Regions from separate parts of the Mus musculus genome. Here region 1 is linked to region 2. Evidence: chromatin contacts called from public promoter capture Hi-C data. All regions are on one chromosome and are shown on one strand. The core of a region is the stretch at or near the end of the contact, and the rest is flanking DNA. Distances in the headings are between cores, read along the strand shown.

Region 1 (3,480 bases), core at 596-3,095, 570 kb after region 2:
TACGTCAGCATCCCAGTCCATATTCCCACACCCTCATCACACCATATTTTATCCACAGCTCTAGCCAACCCTGTGAACTACTATATATTCTGCCCTTCTGTTTTGGCTTTTTTGTCCGCATCCTTTCCCAGGGAATAAACCACCCCTTCAATGAAGAATTGTCCGCCATGCCCTGGTACCAAGGAGGTAGGGATCCAAATTAAACTAGTAGGAGATGCACATCCTACAGGCAATTTGTAATTTGTGGTCTGAGCTGGATTTAAACCCAATACCCACTGGTCACCCTGGACTACAAGTCCAAACTCAAGAATCTGGGGCTCACTATTCTCTAGAGATCTCCTAACACCCCCTGTGGCAATCAAACTCGTTCCCCAAGATGACCTATCTCCTATCATTGCTTCCCACTCAAATCGGGCCTCACCCTCCTCAACTCCTACCCACTGTAGCATCATCAGTCAGGGGAAGCCATGCTTCAGAGACTCATCACAACTGTGGAGGTCCCCACTACACACCCCATTCACTGGCTAAAACCCACTCTCTTCTTGTTTCATGGGGCACACCCTCACGGTGAGCCAAAAAGAGGCTCCCATCTGAGAAGCCTCTCCTGGCAGCTCTTTAGTTATGGTGTCTGTAAAGCCTGGCACCCCCTGATCATTGCTGAGATCGCAACAAGAAAAAACTGAGCCATGGCAGGGTCTCCCCCTGAAAGTGCCTCCTAAGAGAAGTCCAGGGTCCCTAAGTTCTACTCAGGACAGTAGCAGCTGCTTCAAAACTCCTACTCCACTGCTATCACACAGCAAGGCAAGGAAAGATAAGCGGCCCTCTCCCTACTGAACCTCAGTTTTTTTTTTTTTGTTTGTTTGTTTGTTTTTTAACGTGTGTAATGGAAATGAGAAATCGAATCCTCAACAGCAAGATGCACACAGGCTCTGGGATAAAAGTAACATCTAATCAGAGCCCCACCAGTACAGATAAGAGTTAGGCTTGTGGGGCTCTATACTGGTCAGTGCAGACTAGGTGGGAGCTGAGGCCTTTCCCGGGTCTCTTCTGTATCTCGTCTCTCCAACTTTAGTAAGGTCAGGAACTGGCCGGGTCGCAAGGACATCCAGAATCCACAAGGGGGAAACTGGCCTCATTTCATGGCGGGGGAAACTGAGGCACTAAGGTTTGAAATGCAGTTGAGCATACAGACCAGCACATCCCTTGAACTAGGGACCCCAAGGTAGGGCAGAGCCTGGTGAGAAAAGTGGAGGCGCAGGGATTTCCCAGCCCCCCCACCCCCCACTTTTCCCTCTCTCGCCCGCCTAAGAGTTAAAGAAAACAAAACCTGGCCCTGAATGTCCCTCAGCCGAGCCGGGCTACACACCAAAAATGAAAGAAAAGAGGCCAAGAGCGAAAGGCAGATAGGTCGGAGGACCCCACTGAGCCCAAGGGACACCGGGAGAGATATCAGGGGTTCAGAGACCAGGAGCCCGAAAGCGCACGGCACGGCGCGGGGCGCAGCCCGACACCCCAACCAGGCACACCCGAGCAGCGCGGCGCTCGCAGGGCAGAGGCGGCCCGATGTGGCCCGCCTGAGCCGCCGGCGCCCCCGCCGCCGCACCTTGTGGAAGGCGAAGAGCTCCTGCTTAAGCTTCTCGCGCTGCGGGTCGGCGCCCTGCCGCCGGAACCGAAACTTCATCATCTTGCGCCCGCCTCCGCCACCGCCGCGGGATGCGCCCGGCCCCGCCGGTCCTGAGGCGCGGGGCGGGGCCTGCACGGAGGCGCGGGACGCCACGGACGCCCGCCCGACCCACGACGTGAGCGTGCCCGCCGTGCCGTGCCGCCCCTTGCTCGCCAGACAATGGGCGAGGACGGGGCCCCCGGGCTCGCCGGGCTCGCCGGGGGGGGGGGGCAGTCACGCATGCGCAATGGTGCGGGGCCTGCTGGGACTTGTAGTCCGAAGGTGGGTCCCAACCGTGGGAAGCTGGGCTGTGGTTTGCTAAAGGTTGTTTTCCACTCACGACTGAGCTAACAACATTCTAATAATTCCAGGGACAATTCTCTAGCCCCTCCCGGTCCCACTTCCCCCATCTTTGCCGTTGTTATCTAGTTTGTGTGGCCAGTTTTCACGGATCACTACTTTGCCTATTCCTCCGGTGTGTATTCCACACCACGCTTTTTGTCTCAACTATTATCGAAGAACCCCTCTCTAGGAGCCCGCGATGGTTGTGCATAACTTTAATTCTGGCAATCAGGTGGCAAGCAGAGGCAGGCAGATCTCTCTGAGTTCCAGGCCAGTCAAAAGCTACATTGTAAAACTATGTCTCAAAAAAAAAAAAGAAAATCTCAATTCCTTGAGAGTTATTATTCATGACCCAACACAAAGAACTTCGGTTTGCACCGGCTCAGAAGATCCTTGAGAGGGACGCGAGGCAAAGAAAAGGGGCGGAGGGCTGCAGGAGGTGGCAGGCACGTAGGGCTGAACAGGAGCGGGCTGGATACAGCTTCTCCCCTTGTTTCCCCCATCCCTACAGGGAACTCCGAGAACAAAGCTGCGCCCCGCCCCCGCTTTCTTCCTGTCCCACCCACCTCCCGAGACTTTTCTCTTCTGGACAATGGCCTCTAGGCTGAACCTTTTCCTGCTAGCTGAGGGACTCAGTGTTGGGAGAGATCCCAGGAGTTTAAGCGGGCCAAGCCCCTGTCCTCCCATCTTTGTCAAGAGAGGAGGCGTTGACCCTTAACCCTCAGGCAGCTGCACTGCAGCAACAGGGACCTAGCTACCTCCAAACTGCCCACGACCAGCGTTGCTCAACCCGCCCTGGGAGTTGGGGCTCAGGACTCACAGCTCTTTCCCGAGCTGTAGCTAAAGTGGTTGGCTAGACAGCAAAGGGCCCCTCCTGATCTCAACACGCTTAATGATTTTAAGAGCTCACTGAGAGAGGCACAGATACCACACAATTTTAAAGTGATATCACCCCAGATGCACAGAGGAAGAAACAGTGGCAGCCAACACAGACCAAGATCAGCCCCACACAAGTCATGATCAGAAGCAACTCAGAGGCCTAGGCTACAGTCCTTGTGCTACCCCATGTTGGATTTCAACCTTGCAAATGCTCAGGACATGCTCTACCTCAGCACCAGCTTTCTCTACCCTCATCTCTGCAGTAAAAGTTTATTAGGTTACCCAAGTAACCAATCCCCAGAAATTTTACACTGCAGTCACAAAAACAAAACAAACAAACAAAAAACCCCAAACACCAGACAACAAAACAGCAACAAATAACTTCTGTTGTTTGATAGCCAATAAGAATGACTTTTACCGGGCAGTGGTGGCATACGCCTTTAATCCCAGCACTTGGGAGGCAGAAGCAGGCAGATTTCTGAGTTCGAGGTCAGCCTGGCCTCCAGAGTGAGTTCCAGGACAGCCAAGGCTACACAGAGAAACCCTGTCTCAAAAAACAAAACAACAACAAAAAAGAATGACTTTTAAGGGGCTAG
Region 2 (3,399 bases), core at 104-2,603:
GGAATAATGAAGGAAGCATGGGGGTGGAGTGGGGCGGATGGTCTCAAAGATCAGAAACTGCTCCAATGAATCTCAGCTGAAACTCATTGCAGTACTGCCCACTTCTGTGCCATTTGGAGACACTGTGACTGTCATCCTCTAGGACTAGGAGCCACCTTGTCCAAGAAATTCCTAGAGGCAGGAATATACTGACTCTCCTTCCACGATAGAAATGCCAGCACCTGCCACACTACTGAGTCCATGGGGAAACAGAAATCTTTAGTGTCCTGGTAGTCTGTCCTTCCTTCCTTCCTTACTTTCTTCCTCTGGCAGAACTTCCTGGGAGGCCAAGGAGGGAGGAGAACCTACTCTGGGCTCCTGAACTACAGAGTGTAAAACGGTAAGTACAGAGCTAAGAAGTAACAGATTCATAGTCGCCAACCAATCAAGCAAGCAGCCTATTAGAGTGCTATTGCTATATATAGTAGATATGTAGTATGGTTTGAACCACTCATTATTGGGCTCAACATATATTTTGAAGATCAAGTCAAAGAGACAGGGAACACTGTAGGAAGTATGAGTTGTTTGCTGAAGAATAATAAAAAGTTCTAATGAAATTAACTATAAGAAGTCCATTATAAGTGTAAATAGAGATTAGCATTTAAATGTGTCCTTGGGAGTCCAAGGAAAGATTGGGTGAGAGCCTTCTCTGCTCTCTACTGGTAGAATTAGATGAGTGACTGCGCGGAGAGAACTTAGTCCCAGACATTTGAATACTTTAATGGGTCAGAAAAGGGAGAAATCCAGAGATGGAAAACCTAGGGAACGCCAAGGAAGGGAAGCGGAAATGTTTCCAGAAGATGGGAAGGACAACACAAAGTGACCGCCGTCGCTGAGCAGCCCCAGATGGGTACGAAAGTCAACCATTGCTAATTAGCCTGGAGAGGAAATTTGGGAAAAAACCTTGGATGGTACGCAGTAGAGAGGATTGAAAATCAGTGTGGGCGATGACAATGCTTGTGTGTGTGTGTGTGTGTGTGTGTGTATACACTGGATTCACCTCCTTCGCGTGCGTCACCCGGCCCGCCCCACCCAGGCCCGCCCTACCCAGGCCCAGCGACTTTGCCTCTGAATCTGAGGCACTGCAGGCGAAGGGAGACTACTTCCGGCCGGGTGAGCACCCTCGGGCCTCAGTTCCTCCTCCTAGAGGACGCTTGGCTCTTTTCTGAAGCCAGAAGGACTTCTTCCGCGTCTTCGCGTGCCAAAAATTGCACCTACACACCCGGCGCCCGGGGACCGCAATCCCGCGGCTAGATTAGAGGTAAGGGGCGGGGCCTCATAGTCACGTGCAGCAGCTCAGCCAATGAGTGCGCACTTTGTCGTTAGCAGGGAAGTGCTGGGGTTTGGCCCACACCCGGGCCGGGTCTAGGCCAGTAGGCGGATAGGACCCAGCAGCGGAAAGTGGCAGTGAGCTGTGGCATCATCCATAGCAGCTCCTTACTGGTACTGTGCTCCCTCACCTGCCTCGCTCCGCGTTCTCCTCAGGCCCGGCCATGGAGCGCCAGGTCCTACGGCTTCGCCAGGCGTTCCGGTCCGGCCGATCTCGGCCGCTGCGCTTCCGATTGCAGCAGCTTGAGGCCCTGCGGAGGATGGTGCAAGAGCGCGAGAAGGAAATCTTAGCAGCCATCGCGGCAGACCTGAGCAAAGTGAGCCTCCACAGGGTGGGAGGGGCCCGATGAGCCACCTTATTCCTTCTCTGTAGCAGGTTGTTTGGTTTTGTTTATCCAGCAGTTAAGAGGAAGCAGAGTACCCTGGACTCTGGACTCTCCAGCCCCGCTTAGAGCCCAAACTGTTGTATTTGCACTCATATTGAAGTGCATACTTTACTTGGCGCCGGCAATTTCTCGTCTGCGAACGCTCTGTATAGCCTTGCCCATTTCTGCTGCGTTCATAGTCTCTTTCCTTACAATGTGCAGTTAACTCTGGATAGGCTGGATCTCAGTAGTTTGTCTGCTTGGTAGGTTTCAGCTATTTCACTCCCTGTCTTTATTTCATGACGTTAAAAGAATGGTTTCTTTTTGTTGACAGTTCTTTTTATTTCCTATAATCTTCAGCACTGAAATTCCCCATATGACTTTGTGTGACATTAATCATATACATGATTGACCTCCAGTATACAGACAATCACCCTGGGGACCTGATAAAATACAAATCCTGACTTAGTCCTCGTGAGACTGTGTCTGAGATTTCTAATGAGGGCCCAGGTGATAACATATGGCCTGTTTAGAAGCAAGCTTTGAGTACCAAGGTTTTAAGTAGTGTTCAAGGTACAACTATGGTCTGTTGTACTCTCTAGTAATATTATTTCTCCCTTTTACTTTCTATCTGTATTCCAGGCATGGTAAGACCTCTATTTTCAGATTTTCAATCAAAGACTGCTTCAAAAAGTGGTAACAGTAGTTGTAGTAGAATCTAGAAACCTTCCTTCAGAGTACTTCTGGTAAAGAGGGGCTGTGGTAATTAGTAAACAAGATAGGATAGTGAATATTAAAACTCTGTGAATCATCCACTCCTCAAACATCAGATAGTTTGTGTATGTTTGTTCATACATAGCGTTCCTGAAGAAAATATATTAAGTCCAGAATTTAAAATCTGGCTCCAAAGTAGAACATATGCAGGTGTGACTCTGGTTATAAACCAGTGCGTTAAGGATGAAGTATCAAGATGCTGCTCAAAAGCAAAGTTGCCACGGTACCTACATCGTGACTTCGGGAGGCTGTTATTAATCGGGAGGTGATGCTGAAAGGGATCATTTTTAACCCTATTTTAAAAGGCTTGGATCGGTAGTGAAGACGTTAGAGGCTCTGAATGTATTAGAGAGGAAGAATCATCCTGAGTATCCAGGGTGTGCCTTATTGAGAACTTGGAAATAAAAAAAAAAATCTGATAGCAAACCGGGGGAGGGGGTGGTGTCTAATAATACCAGTTGTCACTGCAAGTATACTTGGTCTGAGCGTTGTGACATCCTAAGTTAGTGGTTCTCAACCTTCTAATGCAGCCACCCTCCAAACAGTTGTGGTGACCTCCAAACATAAAATTATTTTCATTGCTTCTTCATCACTGTAATTTTGCTGTTGTTATGAATCATAATGTAAAATGTCTGATACGAGACCCCTGTGAGAGTCACAATCCACAGAGTGAGAACCGCTGTCCTAAGCCAAGTATTACACAGTTTGTGTAAGAGTAACTGACCTTCTCTTCCAGAGTGAACTCAATGCATACAGTCATGAAGTCATTACCATCCTTGGAGAGATTGATTTTATGTTGGGGAATCTTCCTGAATTGGCTTCTGCGAGACCGGCTAAGAAGAACCTGCTAACCATGATGGATGAGGCCTACGTTCAGCCCGAGCCTCTGGGA

What was found. Capture Hi-C pulls out chosen DNA fragments and counts their contacts.
Region 1: a contact with region 2 is called in a promoter capture Hi-C map of liver, with 3 times the contacts expected there. The contact joins the promoter of Llgl1 here to the promoter of Aldh3a2 in region 2. A contact is called at or near these places in 3 of 39 promoter capture datasets (embryonic stem cells, erythroid cells and pre-B cells), 1 of 115 datasets of contacts at active chromatin or transcription factors (kidney) and 1 of 9 other capture datasets (liver).

The regions. Positions count from the first base shown.
Region 1 is chr11:60,698,065-60,701,544 of GRCm38.p6, reverse strand. It overlaps Llgl1 (LLGL1 scribble cell polarity complex component), which reads right to left and starts at 1,845. Exons shown (of 21, transcript NM_001159404.2): 1 at 1,604-1,845. The coding sequence starts at 1,684.
Region 2 is chr11:61,265,140-61,268,538 of GRCm38.p6, reverse strand. It overlaps Aldh3a2 (aldehyde dehydrogenase family 3, subfamily A2), which reads left to right and starts at 1,353. Exons shown (of 10, transcript NM_007437.5): 1 at 1,353-1,685; 2 at 3,244-3,399. The coding sequence starts at 1,533.